Linked DNA regions of Triticum aestivum: region 2 is linked to region 1. The links are chromatin contacts, called in public Hi-C maps. All regions are on one chromosome and are shown on one strand. The core of a region is the stretch at or near the end of the contact, and the rest is flanking DNA. Distances in the headings are between cores, read along the strand shown. Region 1 holds the start of LOC123059257 (phosphatidate phosphatase PAH1). Region 2 holds the start of LOC123059275 (protein CANDIDATE G-PROTEIN COUPLED RECEPTOR 7).

The links. A called contact is a pair of places that touch in the nucleus more often than the background predicts.
Region 2: a Hi-C map of leaf shows a contact between it and region 1, with 6 times the contacts expected there. The contact joins the promoter of LOC123059275 here to the promoter of LOC123059257 in region 1. A contact is called at or near these places in 2 of 5 Hi-C or Micro-C datasets (both in leaf).

Annotation. Positions count from the first base shown.
Region 1 is chr1A:485,918,232-485,921,415 of IWGSC CS RefSeq v2.1, forward strand. LOC123059257 (phosphatidate phosphatase PAH1) reads right to left here and starts at 1,654. Exons shown (of 11, transcript XM_044481867.1): 1 at 1,515-1,654; 2 at 1-609. The coding sequence starts at 534.
Region 2 is chr1A:486,579,059-486,582,053 of IWGSC CS RefSeq v2.1, forward strand. It overlaps LOC123059275 (protein CANDIDATE G-PROTEIN COUPLED RECEPTOR 7), which reads left to right and starts at 1,590. Exons shown (of 1, transcript XM_044481881.1): 1 at 1,590-2,995. The coding sequence starts at 1,673.

The DNA of each region.
Region 1 (3,184 bases), core at 404-2,903:
CACACTAACCAAAAGCATCTCTGAATTGCCCCCACCCCCACCAGCTTGATTTGCCAAATCCTCTGCCTCCTCCAACTTGGAATAGCCATATGAATCAAACTCCTCTCCATTTTGTACCTCCTGATCCTCATTCAACTCTGGGCCGACCAACTGGCTGTAAAGTTCCCCGTCACTCTTACTACGCAGAGGAGTTTCAGGCTCGCTCGTAGCTTCTTCTGCAGCGGTCTCGGAGTCCTCACCACCAGGCACGAGCTCCCGCATGAAGTATGCCTGGCCAGAGTTGTCGAGCAGCATGTGGAAGCTGGCGTCCACGCCATTGACGGCGATGGTGACGACCTTCTCGTTACGCTTGAGAACACCCTGGAACTTGCCAAAGCGGACATACCAGGGCGTGCTGCGGTAGGAGCCGTCGGGCTGCTCAACGACGATGATGTCGACGGCGCCGCCGAAAGGGTGGAAGGGCGTGGCAACGGAGTACATGCCCTGCGAGAGGACACGCCCCACCCCGCGCCCCACCATCCCCACCACGTCCATCTCTGCACGAGCCCTCGATCGCACGCATCAAACACTCGGCGATCCGCTCGATTCGTCCAATCGCTTCATCAATTTCTGTAATCAAATGAACACAAAGCATGAGATTGTATCCGTACTCCCCCGCGCAGCAAACAAATCAACTCGACCAGAACAGAACTCTCGTAACAATCCAAGCAAGTTAGGGTTCGCCACCAACCGAGGGAAAATCAATCCGAGCCCGGGTACGGACAGATCTCGACTCCACGCCAGGTCAGGTCAGTGGAGCGGGCGAGGACGTGGGCGATACCTCCGAGGTGGCGCGCGTGCTTGGGTGGAACAAAGGCGGCGGAAGGTCAATTGATGCTGTGGGGGACGGAAGGGGGGACGGGAGGAGAAGAGGCCGGGCCGGAGTGGGGGTGTTTTCCAGAGAAGTTTCCCGAGCTGTTCTCGCAGGATATTACGGAAAAATATAGACGTGTCGGGCCTTTTTTTTTCGCAGTTTCTCTTCAGTCATTTGGTATTATTTCGTGATATAATTGCTGGTAATATTGGCATTTGAATTCGAACTTCCAAGTGTCCTGAGATCTGCTGGAACATTATCGCGACAGATTACCATTAGTGAAAAAACTCGTGCTGCTCGTGAGCTGACTCATGAAGATGTTCAAACAGAAACCTGCTTAAAAAAACAAGCAGAAAATGTCCAAAAACCTGCGGGCATTTTCCAGACCTCGGTTACCCAGATTAATACTGTAGCCCGCATGCCCATCATCGATTCCCAGGCGAGGCAAAACCCACAGACCCCCCGATTCCCAAGCCCAGAAGAGCAGTCGCCTCCTTCCTCCGGCAGGGAAAGCTCCGCGAAACTTACGCCGCGAGCAGTAAAACCGGGACGCGAAGTTTCCTTCCCGGATGAAGAAGGGGACGGAAACAAATGCCAAATCGAACTGGATCCAAATCAACTAGTAGTAATCGGAGAGGGAGCGCGCAGGGCGGGGACTCACCGCGACTGGGCTCGGCCGCTCGCCGCTCCTCTCCGGCGGGCCCGTTCGTTCGTTGGGGGGCCCTTCGCGTCGGCTCCGGAGGGGTCGCTCGCGCCGGCGTCGCGGGTCGCTGGGGGGGGTGGGAATTGGGGGGAGACCGACGGGGGGTGAAAAGGGGAAGGGGATAGGCGGGCGTTCAGAGCCGCATTTATAAGTGAGCCCGTCCTCCGCACGCGGAGCGCACGTGGGCCGTCGCGGCCCGCCTCGCCACATGAGCGCTGCTCGGTGTGGGATGACATGTGGGGGCACGCGGGTGTCGGGGACCACGTGTCATTGAGAGGTATATGCGGACTGGTGGCCGCGGAGGAATGAACGAACATGTCGCCACGTCGCGCAGAGATCGTTGCAGGCAGAGAGTGATCGCCCGAGCTGCCTCAGTTGTCGTCCGCGTCCTCATTTTAAAATCCGAATCATGAGATGCGTTGCTGAAGAACGGGACGTGAGAAATTCTGAGCGTGAGAGGCTGTCACGGTGGGCCAGGCAGGAGTTACGCCGCCGCAGGGCCCACCTGGCATGGTGTTGAAGGCTTTTTCGTCGCAGGAATAGTTGGTTGCTGGGCGTAGTAAAGCCTGTGATGGCGTTGTCTTTTCTTGTTGCCTAAGCCTAACCGCATCCACCCAACCTATTTATTGTACCTGTGTATAGCAGCGTACTGGGGAAAGAAAATGGAATAGCAACCCTACCCTTCACCGATCGCGCCGTTGACTGGCAGTTCGACGTAGCATCAAAATTGCGAATTCTGGCTAAAATGTGCAAGTTACGAGCGCATGCTCATTTGACCGAGAAAGGCATTTTCGGTACCAATCTCGGGAGAGGGGCATTTTCGGTACATTGCCGTACCTTTAACAGCCCCGAGCGTCGACGTCGTGGTGTGCGTCCGTACGTACGTGATCCATGCGCGGGGGCAAACGAGACGATGGCGTGCGGATCTTTGCCAGCCACCACTTGACAAGCGCGGTTATCCGGGCGAATATGCCTGCGTGCCTGGTGGCCTCCAGAACGTACCGCCCGGTTGCTTTCCTCCCATCCATCTCGTGCGTGCGTGCGTGCGTGCACCGTCATTCCCCTTCCATTTTCGGGCCATTCCGCCGGTGGTCTCTGCGGCTGCTGCTGTGCGATAGTACTCCACGCGCGCGGTGCCTTGTGGCGTGAAGCGAACGCGTTCGGGTATACACGATTTGGTCTGCGTTTCCAGAAGCTCTTGGCAAGTTGGGGTGAAGGGTGCGGCGCTGCACCGTATCGCCGCGGACCAGCCACGGCCACACGACCGCCGGGTCGGGTGGATAGACGAGACGGTGGTAGGATCCAACAATGACTCAGGAATGATCAGGACGCACGAGGGCCAGAGAACGAGATGGGACCGCCGCGCGCGCGCGCAGCCCGGCCGGGCGACGCATGACGGGGCACCACGGTAACCGGCGTGGCGTACGACTGTACAATACAAAGAGCGTGCGTGCGTGCGGTGGCGGTTGGCAGAGGCAGGCAGGAAAGTAGAATCCTTTGCTCCGACGCATGCCCGCCGTTGGTTACTTCTCGCCGTTTTCTGCTTAGAGCATCTCCAACAGCCACGTTAAACTAACGCCGCGCCGCAAATTAGGCCGTTTTAGCGCGGGCGCAACGCGGCGGGTCGC
Region 2 (2,995 bases), core at 340-2,839, 660 kb after region 1:
ATGAGATCACGGACATGACGAGGAGCTCCGGAATGGTCCGGGGGTAAATATTGATATATAGGATGATATGGTCCGGCCAAGGGATGAAGCCCACGAGGCTTTAGGTCGGTGCAAAAGGAGTTTTGTGGAGGCCAAGGGGCCAAACGCCGGAGACCCTGGCGTCTGGCCCTGGGCCAGACGCCGAGGCCCATGGCGTCTGGGCCAGACGCCAAGGATTGTGGCGTTTGGTCCTGGAGTCCGAGTGGGACTCTTGCCTTTCGGGCAAAACCGACTTTGAGGAGGCTTTTGTTCCAAGTTTCGACCGCGGGGCTCAACATATAAATAAAGGGGCAGGGGTAGCACCAAAGACACATCAAGAATCACCAAGCCGTGTGCCGGCAACCCCGTCCCCTCTAGTTTATCCTCCGTCATAGTTTCCGTTGTGCTTGGCGAAGCCCTGCGGAGATTGTTCTTCACCAACACCGTCACCACGCCGTCGTGTTGCCGGAACTCATCTACTACTTTGCCCCTCTTGCTGGATCAAGAAGGCGAGGACATCATCGAGCTGAACGTGTGCTGAATGCGGAGGTGTCGTACTTTCGGTACTTGATCGAGATGGATCGTGAAGGTGTACGACTACATCAACCGCGTTGATAAACGCTTCCGCTTTGTGATCTTCAAGGGTATGAAGACTCTCCCCCTCTCGTTGCTATGCATCTTCTAGATAGATCTTGCGTGAGCGTAGGAAATTTTTAAAATTGCATGCTACGTTCCCTAACAGAATTAGCAAAATCAAGGCACTCAGATTACTCTTTGTCCACCAAGGACATGATAAAGGTATATTCATGCTCACACGAAACTACGAGGGAAATGTACCTTATCCCTGCAAAGAACCAAAGACCAAAGCACCAATAGCCAACCACGCAATCAAGCCAAACAAACACTTTAGATAACCTGTTTTCACTTTCACACTGATAAAAAAAGGAAGTGACATGGCAGCGCACGGTACTTTTAGCATAGATGAAGCGAGGGTTATTTTTCGTTAGTCTCGCCGACTTACTTCAAAACCTCTCTGAAACTAGGTACAAACCTTAAAACCACCCAATTGTATCGAATCAGAGCCACGTGAGAGAGTATGGGTAGGCGAGAGAGGGTTTCTTAAACTAATGATTTATACTACCTCCATTTTGTTTATTAGTCCCTCTTATATTTTAGATCAAACTTTAACCTTTAACTTAACTACCAAAAAATAAGTTGTATGCTACAAAAGTAGTACCATCGAAAACCACATTCAAATATGAATACAACAAAATAACTATTATGACATACTATTTTATTTCATTGTCAAATCTGTGGTCAAAATTTGTTATAAAATATGAAGAGCACCAGTAATCCCAGACGAAGATAGTACTACAAAAGTAGGTAGATGTAAAAAGAAATGACACTTAGCCGTTCAGTCCTCATCGGTGTGACCCCGAAGTGTACAAAAAACTTTCCCATCGCACCGTCGGCTACGACCTACGACTGCCCAAGTCAACCTCCTACCGAACTCTCACCAATCGCGAGGCACATCCAACCCCCGCCCTTCCGCCACATAAGACGGCCGTGCTCCGCTGCCCCGCTCCACCCACCGCCCACGCGCACACCGACACACTCCCACGCATTCCGCCCCCCACAGGCCACAGATCTCGCCATGGCCGACGCCGGAGCTCGCCTCCCGCTGCTGCTCCTCCTCGCCGCCGCGGGGGCCCTCCTCCTCGCCTCCCCCGCCGCGGCGGAGATCCGGGCGGAGTCCTTCCGGGAGGACCCGCGCCACACCATCCTGTTCGAGAAGTTCGGCTTCTCCAAGACCGGCGCGGTCCGCATCATCCTCTCCGGCGCCGCCGTCTCCTCCTCCTTCGCGCGGGCGGACCCCAAGCAGATCGGGTTCTTCCTCCTCGCCGACGAGTCCCTCCTGCAGGCCGCCTCCGAGTCGCGGCCGCCACCGGAGAAGCGCGCGGAGCCGGACGACCCGACCGGCGCCGACGAGCCCGACCTGTCCGGGTGCGTCCTCTCCAGCCCCTACGTCAAGAAGCTCTTCACCTTCTTTGACATGGAGGGCGGGCACTACAACAAGTCCTTCCCGGTCACCCACCCCGACGAGTACAGCCTCTACTTCGCCAACTGCGCGCCGGAGTCGCTCGTCTCCATGAACGTCCGCACCGAGATGTACAACGCCAACCCGGACGGCTCCAAGGACTACCTCCCCGTCGGCCAGGCGCCCGTCCCGGCCATCTACGGCTTCTTCGCCTTCGGCTACGCCGCGTTCCTCGCCGGGTGGGCCTACCTCACGCTCTCCCGCGACCGCGTGGCGGCCAACCAAATCCACCACCTCATGTCCGCGCTCCTCGTGGCGCGCCTGCTCTACTGCCTCTCCGCCGCCGAGGACCAGCACTACGTCCGCGTCACCGGCACGCCACACGGCTGGGACGTGGCCTTCTACCTCTTCCAGCTCATCAAGGGCGTCATCCTCTTCGCGGTCATCGTGCTGGTCGGCACGGGCTGGTCCTTCCTGAGGCCCTTCCTGCAGGACCGGGAGAAGAAGGTGCTCATGGTGGTGATCCCGCTGCAGGTCATGGCCAACATCGCCGACGCGGTCATCGGGGAGACCGGGCCGTTCATGCAGAGCTGGGTGACATGGAACCAGATCCTGCTCTTCGTCGACGTCGCCTGCTGCTGCGCCGTGCTCTTCCCGGTCGTCTGGTCCATGCGGTCGCTCCGGGAGACGTCCAAGACCGACGGCAAGGCGGCGCGGAACCTGTCCAAGCTCACTCTGTTCCGGCAGTTCTACACCGTGGTGATTGGGTACCTGTACTTCACCAGGATCGTGGTGTTTGCGCTGAGGACCATTGCCAGTTACCAGTACCGGTGGGTGAGCATCCTGGCCGAGGAAGTGGCATCAATGGCGTTCTACATGTACATGTTCTACACATTCAGGCCGGCCGAGAGGAGCAAGTACTTCTCTCTCGACGACGAC